Regions from separate parts of the Mus musculus genome. Here all the other regions are linked to region 4. A link is a contact called in public Hi-C and HiChIP or PLAC-seq data. All regions are on one chromosome and are shown on one strand. Each heading gives the region's core, a stretch centred on a gene start, on an enhancer-like site or on the middle of the called end of the contact. The rest is flanking DNA. Distances are from core to core; before and after follow the strand shown.

What was found. A called contact is a pair of places that touch in the nucleus more often than the background predicts. HiChIP or PLAC-seq counts read pairs in DNA pulled down with a chosen protein or histone mark.
Region 1: a contact with region 4 is called in a Hi-C map of myocytes, with 4 times the contacts expected there. The contact joins two enhancer-like sites.
Region 2: an H3K27ac HiChIP or PLAC-seq map of heart atrium shows a contact between it and region 4, with 6 read pairs. The contact joins two enhancer-like sites. A contact is called at or near these places in 2 of 484 Hi-C or Micro-C datasets (cortical neurons and embryonic fibroblasts), 2 of 115 datasets of contacts at active chromatin or transcription factors (embryonic basal ganglia and heart atrium) and 1 of 9 other capture datasets (embryonic stem cells).
Region 3: a contact with region 4 is called in an H3K27ac HiChIP or PLAC-seq map of heart atrium, with 7 times the contacts expected there. The contact joins two enhancer-like sites. A contact is called at or near these places in 1 of 484 Hi-C or Micro-C datasets (embryonic fibroblasts) and 3 of 115 datasets of contacts at active chromatin or transcription factors (astrocytes, cardiomyocytes and heart atrium).

The regions. Positions count from the first base shown.
Region 1 is chr3:20,791,160-20,794,058 of GRCm38.p6, forward strand. No RefSeq gene overlaps it. Among named protein-coding and RNA genes, the nearest start is that of Gm31552, 30 kb to the right of the region's middle. Within about 2 kb of position 1,537, at least 10 of the 459 cell types and tissues checked have an H3K27ac peak or open chromatin away from gene starts, as enhancers often do. A contact at or near this core is called in myocytes, where this site is marked.
Region 2 is chr3:22,089,155-22,092,117 of GRCm38.p6, forward strand. The region is part of intron 1 of Tbl1xr1 (transducin (beta)-like 1X-linked receptor 1); the gene reads left to right. Among named protein-coding and RNA genes, the nearest start is that of Tbl1xr1, 14 kb to the left of the region's middle. Within about 2 kb of position 1,602, at least 133 of the 459 cell types and tissues checked have an H3K27ac peak or open chromatin away from gene starts, as enhancers often do. A contact at or near this core is called in heart atrium, where this site is marked.
Region 3 is chr3:22,143,033-22,145,791 of GRCm38.p6, forward strand. All of the region lies in intron 1 of Tbl1xr1 (transducin (beta)-like 1X-linked receptor 1), which reads left to right. Among named protein-coding and RNA genes, the nearest start is that of Tbl1xr1, 68 kb to the left of the region's middle. Within about 2 kb of position 1,434, at least 11 of the 459 cell types and tissues checked have an H3K27ac peak or open chromatin away from gene starts, as enhancers often do. A contact at or near this core is called in heart atrium, where this site is marked.
Region 4 is chr3:21,563,244-21,565,943 of GRCm38.p6, forward strand. No RefSeq gene overlaps it. Among named protein-coding and RNA genes, the nearest start is that of Gm31610, 75 kb to the left of the region's middle. Within about 2 kb of position 1,443, at least 151 of the 459 cell types and tissues checked have an H3K27ac peak or open chromatin away from gene starts, as enhancers often do. A contact at or near this core is called in heart atrium and myocytes, where this site is marked.

The sequences.
Region 1 (2,899 bases), core at 287-2,786, 770 kb before region 4:
CTAGATTTATGGGTCTTTTAATTGAAATCATAGAATCTCCTAATTGTAGATTATGATTAACACAGACATGTACAACTTGTCATTAAACCTACACAGAATATGTTAACTGACCACAGTGAAAAAAAGTTTAAAAATTCAAACAGATATAAGTGTATAGAACTGTATTTTTAAAATTTCAATATATATAAATAAATTTCATAACATGAGAAAAATATCAAACTAGAATAAAAACGGGCAAGTAATGTTTTGCAATGAGAGATAATGAGAGCAGCATCGCAAAGCTGTATGGGTATAATACCTCTGAAATATTTCTTTTAAGAAAACTGTAGTTTCAGATTTTTATATCAGAAAAAAGGGAGTCCTAAAAGTGAATATATATGATCCTATCACTTTACCAACTTGGAAGAAATGTTACAACATCATTAAAGGCCTGCTAAGGGAAAGCTATTGCCTATTAGCCAAAACAATAGAATGTACCTTTGTGTTGAAATATGCTATTGTCTCCTCCCTTAGGGAATTTTAGATTTAAGCATGTAAATCGTCTGGTTGAGAGTCTTCCTCTCAGGAAAGCAGGTTTACCTAAAGCCATACTTGCTGAAGAAACAGAAGGAATAATTAGATCTTTGAAAGATGATGCCTTTTTCCTTCCCAGCATGTCCATCTCATTGCGCTCAGGGCCTATGTGCCATCCTGAGTCCTGACTCAAAAAAAATGCATATTTTTTTCTTTTCTTCTCTTCTGTCTTTCTTTCAGATGTTGGCCATAACCTAAGTTGGTGCTCTGTGTTCTTGGGATTTCTCATTCTTTCTCTAAGATTCCTTTCCTCCCATGTGGCTGTTTACCATATGACTGACATCCATGCTGGCTTGATTCAAAAGGTATGGCTTTCTTTCTCCTTTAAGCTTTCACCCCTGGAGGAAAGACTCTTTTATTCTAGGTGACACTCCAGGACTCCCATACCAAAAGAAGAAAAAAACAAATAATCATCAGAAAGAGAGCATTGATAAGTATCAGTAGAAATCAGTAGAAATACTGAAGCTATCTAGTATTAGAAAAGTTAAAATTAAAAGAGATATTAAAATCCAATCAATAATATGAACGAAGCCTATAAACTTAAAATTGGTTTGTGAAATGATAATAGAATTAAGGAAATCAGTAGATAAATAAGCCACTAATATTAGCAAACAGAAAAGTTATTTCAGATAAAATGCTGGAAAACAGAAAATGTTATAGATAATACAGGAAGAAAGGGGAAACACTGTGATGAAAAAGGGCAAGTACTTTAATACATTTGGTTAGCCAGGGGACTATTGATGGTACCAATACCAAACTGGTCAATAGCATTGGATTGTGTATAAATAATTTTCTTAACTTGATTAAATAGTAATTAAAAGTATTAAATAGCAATAAAATATTTGTGTGTGTGTGTGTGTGTTTGAACAGAAATACAAACTTTCGCCTGGCCTCATCTGTACTCTAGCCTCAGCTTAAGCTGTAACAACTGGCTCAAAGATATTTTAGACTGAATATGACTGCTAGAAATTCTCTCTGCATGCCAGGAACATTCCACCACTCCCTGGGGGAGTCTTCCAAGGGGAAATGTCCAACTAACAGAATGCAACAAGAACTCTCATGTCCTGAGACCAAGACAGAAATATTATGTGTTTGATTATGTTGCATATACTATTAAGTTTTTGATTTTTGCATTTTTAATCCATCTTCTTTCCATTTTATCAGCAATACTTTCAAGTACCCTACCTTCTATTTTCTACTCCTTTCTTCTAACTTCAGTTTTCTAGTGAAACTTAGGCTGAACTCTGTACTTCGGTGATTTCTTTGATGACATTAATTCTGTCAAACATTTTTTGAATATATTACAAGATTTTCCTCAAAGATCATGCCTATTAAACTCTAAAAATAGAATACCATATGTCTGTTCCTAATGCAGGCATTTAAAGTTACCACAAGAAGGAGTCTGATTACTTGGATTTGGCCATACATGGCTAGGGAAACAGACAATAAAGAGCCACAAGGAATCATTTCAAAACGAAAACATCCTAACATCCTGCATACTTGCATAGTGGTGTGTGTGTGTGTGTGTGTGTGTGTGTGTGTGTGTGTGTGTGCTGTCAAATTATCATTTTGGTTTTATACCATGTCTCAGGCTTGAACCCAGGATCTAGACATGCTAGAAAAATATTCTACCACAGAACTATGCCCATAACCCCAGTAGTATATTCTTTGGTTAGTAATCAATTGTTAAAAACTGTATATTCACTACAACTAACTCCTCATTAATTTGTTTTTAAAATATTAAGAACTTGTCAGGTGATAAACACTCTACTAGGGGATCTACCAGTGAAAACCAAAGATGCAGCCCTCTCCTCTGCCCTGCCTTAGAACTCAAATTACTTATTTGCTTTTCAAGGTCCTTTAGGCTTTCTTGACTGCTCACTGGCTTTTATTTACATGGAATGTTGTGCTCTATGCATTTGTATGCTCAGATATTACAGCTCTTTTTGAAGTAAATTTTAAATGACTGGAGCCACAGTGAATTTCCCCTGTGCTTGGGTCCTAAAAGTATTGCTTAGTCTCTGCTCTCAGATTAAATTATCTGCTTTTCTAATGGTATTGGAATAATCTGCCTTGCATTATTAATGAGATACCCCATCTGACTAGACTCCAGACTCTTTAAGTAAAATGATCTTGTCTTACTAAACCTTTTATAGACTCCAGTATTTAGAAAAGTGTCTGTGCCATAGGAAGCAGGCATTTATTAATTAAATGACTACACAGATGTGTCATTGTAGTACTGGCAAATGATTCTCTTTGTTTTAATATTTTCTACCAAATAATTCACCAGACTATTTTCTTCCCATAACCGATTTTGAGTCAGCTT
Region 2 (2,963 bases), core at 352-2,851, 530 kb after region 4:
TTTCTGGATGATAGAACACAGACAAACCAATTATGGTCATATTTATTGTTCCACGCCATTGACTTTCTTATGTAGCCCAGGATAGTCCTGAGCGGATCCTCTTCCCTCCTCAGCCTCCTGAGTGCTGGCATCATAGGGGAGTCATTGTGCCTGGCTTTCTCTGAAAGCCTTGTTTTGGGTCTGTGAGCCATCACTTGTTTCTAGACCAGATAGATGTCTGCAGACATGTCGTTGATTTAATTGTTTATTTGTAACCAGGTAGGGCCTTCCTGAGGACGCCTGTCTTACAAGTGTTTCCCTTGGAGCCCCTGATCAAGTTCAAACTGCAGACTCTGCTCATACTGAATTGGTGAGGCTTTCTAAATGAAGTGAGTATTTCTGGTCCTTCCAGAACCTTGTCTCTTTGAAGGTCATATAGGCCCAGAAAAGAGGTTGGTCTAGCACTTCCTTGCTCCTCTGACTCATGGTGTTCAAAGTATAAGATTATCAGGTTCTGCTTGGGTGTCCTGTTTTGAAGGTAGGGCCACCTATGGAATCTTTTTTTTTGGGGTGTGGGATGGGAGGTTGGAACAGCTCAGATATGCTGTTAAAACCAGGAATATTCCCAAAACCAGGGTAAAGAAGACTTGGATCTGAGGTTACTAGTTATAGCTGATTGAATCATTGTCTGGTCTTCTGTGTTGGTTCTTGACTCCCTGTTCTTTGTAATCTGGATCCTCACTAAACCATTTCTCTTTGGTTCTGGTCTTATGTGAGCTCTTGGTCCACCATATACCTCAGGTGGTCTTTCCTTTCACTGCGGTGCACGTGTAAGGCTTTGAGGCTATGCAGTGCACAAGTCATGCATTCTGTCTCCTGCTGACTTTTGAAGTCACTTGCTGTGTCATGGAAGGAACTTCACTTTCATTTTGGGTCTGTGTTGAATGTTGACTGATGGCAGAGCTCTTTCATTTCATGGTTCTGAGTGGAAACAAAACAGATGGAAGAGGAAAGAGAGGGTTAGAGTTGGGAGAAAGAAATAGAAGTGGCTCTCACGCTTGTGAGCTGGACATGACCTTAGCTACTGATGCATACTTCCTAGATAATCCAAAACTACTGGAGATGTGTGGAGTAGAGGGATGTGTAGAAGTTAACTGAGCTGTCAAGATCTGGTGTTTTCAAATAATCGTCAGAAAGGAATGTTTTGATTATTTCTTCAGAACCAGATCTGCATTTGAGAAACAGGGTTTCTAGTTTACAAATGAACTAAAGTGATTGCCACAGTACTTCACTGATATTTTCAAAGAATTAAAAATTCACCAGTAAATTTTAATTAGGAAGGAAATTGCACTGAGAAGTGTGTTCTGGCACTTTGCCCTGGTGTTGCTCTGTGTGGCAGTCAGGAGGAATTTGTTCCTTTGGGCTCTTCCTCTTGTAGCCTCCTGTCCCTTTGGGTGTGTAACTTGACCCCTGAGGCTGCACTCTGCTTGCTTGTGGATGTGTTTTTGAACTTGTTAATTCTCAATCTCTTTGCTTTTTGGGTCAGCTCTTGTGCAGCACAGGCTGGCGAGCTTCATGGCTCCTTTATCTTTTTTGTGTTTGTCAAATGACTCAGACTTCTGGATGGGTACCCTGGTAGGTTGCTCCCTTTGTTTTGACAAAGTGGCATAGATGATTTCTACAAGTTGAGAAGTGCGGTGTTCCCCCCCCCCCCCAAGTAGTTTACTATTAACTTTAAGCAAACATGACGTCGGCCAGTGAGGTAAGGTCGCTTTCCTCCAAGACTCATAGTCTGAGTCCATAAGAATGCCATGTTGGAATGAGAGAAAGGACTTGGTGAAGCTGTCCTCTGACCTGCACTTGTGCACAGTGGCACTCTGCCCACATGCACGTAGGACATGACACCTGTGTACATGGTGTTACGTACTGGCTGTGGTTTGAAGCTGCCTGAGGAGGGCTCAAGTGTCAGTGTGGATAGTGGAATGAAAGCTGCTGAGTTCAGGAATAAAGGAAAGTTTGGAATCATTTAATTTACTGACTTCCATTCCTTGCAAAATACCACATATATCTCATGGGTTTAAGTAGCGTGGAAATTTGAGGACAAGCTCAAAAGAATGGCTCAGGGTGTGGAAAACAGGGAAGTTGAGTGGCTGTAACAAGACAGCTGCTCTGGCTTCTGCACCCTGTCCTCCTGGTTCTTGTTTTGCCTGAGCAGCAACAGTAGAGCTCATGAACCGGAGCAGCTCAGGAGGCTACTGAGTTCTTGCTTACTCTTCAGGGATGTTTGGCCGACCAGCTTTTCAGTGTCTCCCCTTTCACCCCATTTTGCCTTTTTAGGAGAGTGCCCCACACTATAGTCCTGCTGGCCTGGAAAACGATATGAAGACTAGTTTGCCCTCACACTTGCATTTATGCCCCTGCCTCAGCTTCTGCCTCCCTTGTATTGGGAGTACTCTAAGGGCTCCAGGCTTTTTGTCTTTTACTGCATTGGTACCCCTGGGATTGGATTCTGCTCAAGTCTTGTTCAGCAGTCTCAAACAGTCTGGTTTTTGTTTTTCTACCTGAAATTAAACATTTTTCTCATGAGAAGTTAGCCACTAAAATTTTTATTAGTGTCTTAATTTGGATCATTGATTTTGGTAATGTTTGTTTTAAAGTTGTGTAAGGTTCCATATTCGCTAAAGAATGATACCCTGGACTCAAATAGTATGTAAACACAGAGTGTTTTATTTTGTAGAAGTCCAACATGCTGGGGTTTCCCAATACCGGAACCTTGCAGGTCTGGTTTAAAGCACATTAGTAACTTCCAGGGTCAGTGACCCTTATGGTAATCTGTTGGCTGGAAACTTCTTAGGAGATGTCTGGAAACCGCTGCTGTCCTTGCCTCAGGCCAGGTGACAGACCTGGAGTTGCCCAGATCTTGGAAACAGATTCAGGTCTAGTCTCTTTTTAGGTAAGTACACTGTAGCTGACTTCAGACATGA
Region 3 (2,759 bases), core at 184-2,683, 580 kb after region 4:
TCATGATCCTCCCGATCCTACCTCCCAAATGCTGAGAGGTAACTAATAACAAACTTGACTCACTCTTTAATTTAGAAACTGTGCTGCAATTGAATTTGAGCTGATGAATTTTGAAATCATTGGTAACCTTTTGCTGTATTTCTGCATGGTGGTTTATTTTTTTGTTTAATGGAAGGTACAGTTGCATCATGCACAATGAGACTAACTCAGCTGAAGGTTGTTACTGGGTGCTTAAGTATCTTTGTATGGATGTGTGGTCTTGAAAATTGTCCAGTTTTAGGAAAAGTAAGGTCATAATTTACAACCCTTTGGCTCCAGTTTCCCCAAGTAACTTGAGTAACAATGGAAGTGAAAGCAAGGACAGAGGATGGGGAGGCTTCTGACTGCAGCTGAGACCAGGCTGCTTCTCAGATCTTCCTGCAGGGGGAGCTACCCTCACCTCATCGTATGCTTGGTGTCTGGTAAGCTGCGTGTGTGTGTGTGTGTGTGTGTGTGTGTGTGTGTGTGTGTGTGTGTCTGTAGCACTGTGTGTGTTGGGGGAGGGTTCGAACAATTGTGAGTGTGCACCCATGTGTGTGCATGTGTGTGTATGACTGGCTATCAGCTCAGCATAGTGTACACTGTTTCAAAGGCTTTCTTCTACACTGGAGGATTGCTGGACATGCAAAGAAGATAATTGATATATTTTTCTTGTTGTTTTTTTAATCAGCAAATGAGGAAGGATCTGGTGGAACTGATTTAGTATATAGCTCCTTTAAAATTGGCCCCATTTGGAATTGGTCCATTTATCATCTTGGAAATCATGTACTAGGGCCACTTGGAATTCTGTGACGTTTTCCCTAGGAATTCATTTAATAAAATCTTTTTCACCTTTTATTTATAGAGCTGGGGTGAACTGCAGCTATGTCTATCTTAACGAACACAATTAGCTCTAGTAAGATTTTAATTTTTCCTCAGGTCTAAATGTGACTTCCAGAATTTCCACAGAGAATAGAAACTCATGGCAGTCTTGTTACACTGTTGCACAGGCTACTGAACTAAGGCCTGTAGACTAGATGGTTGTTGGGTTTGCACTTTTCCTGGGGCAGGAGCCACATTTTTGAATCAGTGGGCCAAATGAATTTATTGTTAGATCTAGTCAAAATAATTGTGTTATTTTTTTTCATAAATAAAATAAAAAGCCTAACTACATTAAAAAGCACTACTTGGAAGATATTTGCTTAGTCCCAGTGTCTATGCTAAAGGCCTTTCCTAAGATTATTGCGCTGTTCACTTTAGGTAAATGCTGATAGTAGCTTAAAAACAGAGCTATTTTGTTTGGAGACTGAATGAACCTTAACAATCTATAAAGTCAGCTTTGGAATTCATGAGGTGTACTTTAGTTTCTGTTAGTGGAATGTCAGTCAGTCTGTCCCTGCCACCTTCTGGAAGTTGTGTGAAAAGGCTGTCATGAGAATAGCAGCCAGCCACTGCCTCTTCAGCCCTTGTGTTTGGTCTGTGCCTAGATCCCACACCTGTACTGTTAGAGCAGTGAATCCAAGGACTACATATCTTCCAGGTGCTATTCTTACTTATGGAAGAATAGCAAGCTGAGCGAGCAGATAAGCCTTGATGGCAGAAAAGGCTGGGGAGGCATGCTAGACAGCTATGGGAGCACCCTCTCCATGAGTGGTCAAGGGACAGTCCAGGAAGGAGTGGGGCTAGGTTTGAGGGAAGAACGTCTTTGCAAGTGCATTTCCAGTACCGGAATGTCCGTGCCTTGTGGAGGCAGCGACAGAGGACTGAAGGCCAAGGTAGAGGAGAAGCTGATGGAGAACCAGTCCTAAAGTGCTATAGTGCACAAGTGCTGGAACCTGGGCTGCAGAGCAGACAGGACTGTGTCTCTAGAAAGCAAATGTAAAGTAAAGGGCAGATGATGTGCAGGACACAGGTTTGCAGCTTGGGTCTCATTTGTCCTGTGATTAAAGCACATCTGTAGTGTTAGTTAACTTCTCTGCAAGTATGTGTCTTACAAGTTTAAAGTTTTCTCTTTTTTTTTCTTTTTCTTTTTTGTGATTTGCTTTTTAAATGTGCTGCACAGCACTTAGGTGGCCATAAGCAAATACGATCCTTCATCTTAGAATTGTGATATGGCCTTCAGTGTGTTGCTAGGAAATCCTTTCGTTTAGGTTAAACTACCTGTACACAGCTGTGTCTATCTGCTTTTTCCCCCCCCGACAGACAGGGTCTCTCTGTATAGCCCTGGCTGTACTGGAACTCACTTTGTAGACCACGCTGGCCTCGAACTCAGAAATCTGCCTGCCTCTGCTTCCTGGCTCTCTGTCTGCTTTTTACTGAAGATGAACTTGCTCTTGATGCCATAGAAACAGTTTTATACTTAACTATTTAAGTGATATTTACCTTAAGGATCTATAGTCTAAAGAAAAGTTAAATAAAAAACTAAAGGGTGTTGAGGAGAGATAACCAGTAGAACTCCCATTAAGTATATCTGTAGGTGTAGTGAGGAAAATTCTCACTGATGCCAAGGAAGGAAAAGAGCCCTGGAAAGAGGGAAACTAACTGGAATGGGCTGGTTCAGTATTTTACCCAAGAAATGTTGTGTGGAAAGATAGAAAGATGGAGTGGTTAGACATGCAGATGGGTGGGGCATTATTGCTGGTTTATTGATGCTCAGTTTAGGTGACAACATTGTTTTGGATACTTGATAAGGGCTCCGGCCTCCAGTGCAGCTTCCCCCACCCATCCTGCGTTCCTGATGG
Region 4 (2,700 bases), core at 193-2,692:
TTCTAGAAATTTAAGATTCTCTATTCCCACTAATGTTGAAAGGAAGCTCCAGGGCAAGAACTAAAATAAAATAAAACCTCTCACCCACATTACAAAGGAAATGAAGGAAAAAACTTTATGTATTTAAACAGTAAGAAGTTAACCAGTTCCCAAAGTTGAGTAAATTTGTTTCAATCTTACAAGTTTGACCAAAGATCAGTTAAATAACAAGTAAAAATTCTCTGTAGAGATTTTTAGAGATGACTAGCAGAATGCCGTATGCCACTGATACCTGTGTTTCCCTCAGGCCTAACGAGTCAAGAAGAAAACCAACCATGCTTGCCAAGTTCCCTTAATTTCCCACAGTGGAACAATGTCTGCTCAAGGAGCCTCTGTCCTGAAATGACTCAAGGCCTTCCTCCCTTGAGCAAGCACAGAAAAACATGGGGGGAGGGGACCCACATGCCAGAATCTTGCTAGCCCATCAAGGGCCTCATTATATAAACAGTAATGAAATGACTGGGGTTGATAAGTAACTAAACTTGCAGGTAAGTGTTCAAACTAATGATTTCATATATGTACACGTCTATACAAAATACACTTATCTCCCTTCCCCAGTCTATTACAAGGACAACAAGATTCTAATAAGGGCATTTCATTGTTCTAGACAGCAAACCTTCATTGGTTTTTTTTTTTTTTTTGGGGTGGGGAGGTTGTTGTTTTGTTTTGTTTTGTTTTGTTTTTAGTGTCACACAAGACAAAACCTATTGCGTTTGAAAAACAAAAGCATTTTTAGATCAAAACAGAGCAGGGACTTGCAAGATGAATAATACATACAAGTAAGGCACCCACCTCAGTTTTGTTGTGATTTATCAGCATGCAAGGGATGGGACAAAAATAAAGGGAAAACGATTCGATTGTTAAATCAAGCCTTCTCAGCTTCCTGGCTGTAGTCAATTTGCCAAAAGCCTTTTCTCTACTGTAATCCCATTTTTCAACATCTCATAACTAGAACCTGATTGATCATGTGGTCACATCCAGCCCAGACTCATTAGGCCAATTAAATCAAAGCATGTGTGCTGGAGATTCCAGCTCAGGGGCTGCTGCAGTGCCAGCAACAGCTTGGCTTGCCCACATTCCACAGGGTCTTATTTCAAGTGGTGTGATCCCCACATGGACGGTTTGATTTATTAAAGGGGACATTTTGTCACTCAGAAGGACTTCTCAGGACACTGGGTGGTGGGAGAGCAGTGAAACCAGGGCAATGTGACAAAAATAGGAGAACTTGTCACCCAAACCCGGAGGCAGCTCACACACACAGCAATGTATTTTAAGCATGAAGAAAATAGACTCTGTCTTAACAGCCTGGTTCTGTCAGAAGAGCGTCTCCCAGAGAGCCCTTCTTGGCTGTGGACTGTTCTGAGAACCTTTTTCATCTTTGTTGCCAAGGCAGCTGGGGGGAGGGGAAGCTGTGCTGGGTTTCCAAAGAATTGAGCAGCCAATACTATGAGCTTCCAGAACAGTGGGGCAGTGGCAGCCTCATCCTTAAGGAAAGGGGACTAAGAGATACAAGGAAGACTCAAGCTTGGGCAGTTTTTTAGAACCCTGACTCTGTCTGAAGAAAGCATCATGTGAGGTTCGGGTCTAATGGGTTAGGGACTAATTAATTGGCCAAAGATTTGACAAGGCTGAGGGTGGAAAGGCTCTTGGTTTTAGGGAGTATTTGGGTGTAGGAAGCAGCCCTGAAAGGTGAGCTCCCAGTCTGACTTTTAGATCCTGACAAGGAACATGGAGATGGAGGGAGGGAGCAGTGGAAGATTGTCTGTCCACGCTTCAGGGAAATGCCCTGACCTATTCACTCCTCTGTGCCCAGAGCTACAGCCTCAACACGCCTGAGTAGGAAGGATGTGTCTAAATCCACTCTGTGCTTTTGGTTTGTTTTTATCTTTGGAGAGAGAGAGAGAGAGAGAGAGAGAGAGAGAGAGAGAGAGAGAGAGAGAGAGAGAGAGAGTTTAAAATCTATTTTTGCCCAGGCATGAGTGATCATGCCTGTGTATCCTAGAGCGTGGGAGGCAGAAGGCAGGAAAGTGGCAGCTCACTTGAGATCTACATAGTGAATCCCAGCTAGGGGTCCATACTGGAATCCTGTCTCAAAAACACAAACAAAAAGATTTTCTTTGTGGCCACACAATTCAGTTCTATATTAGCTAATGAGTCACTTTTATGGACTTTTCAAAAAACTTACATACCACAGAACTTTAGAATTAAGAGCATTTTGGCCCAATATATTTGGTTACAAATGAGAGGACAGAGGTCTAGAAAATTTATTTCTCGAAAGAGATAAAGAAAGCTAAGAACTGAGCTAAAGATTTTCAGATGCAAACTTAAAGCCTTACTCAAAGGCTTCTGTGATGTGGAGGTCAGGGGTGGAGCTCTATTACAGGCATGTCCCCCAGAGCCCAGACTGCTCTCCACAACCCAATTCCTACTGGTCCTTTCCTTCTGCAGTCTTCAGCATCCCCCATCTCCTTGAGTAGTCTGATGCTTCTCACTAACACTGGACTTCAGTGGGCAATCAGATGACACTCCATCTCCACACAGCACAATGAAACTTCAGCCAGACACTTGTTCTTTCTTATCTTTCAGAAAATAAGCCATGAATTCCAGAACCGTCTCTGTGAGACAACTGGTCATCTCAGCTTGTTCTAACCCAGGGCCCCA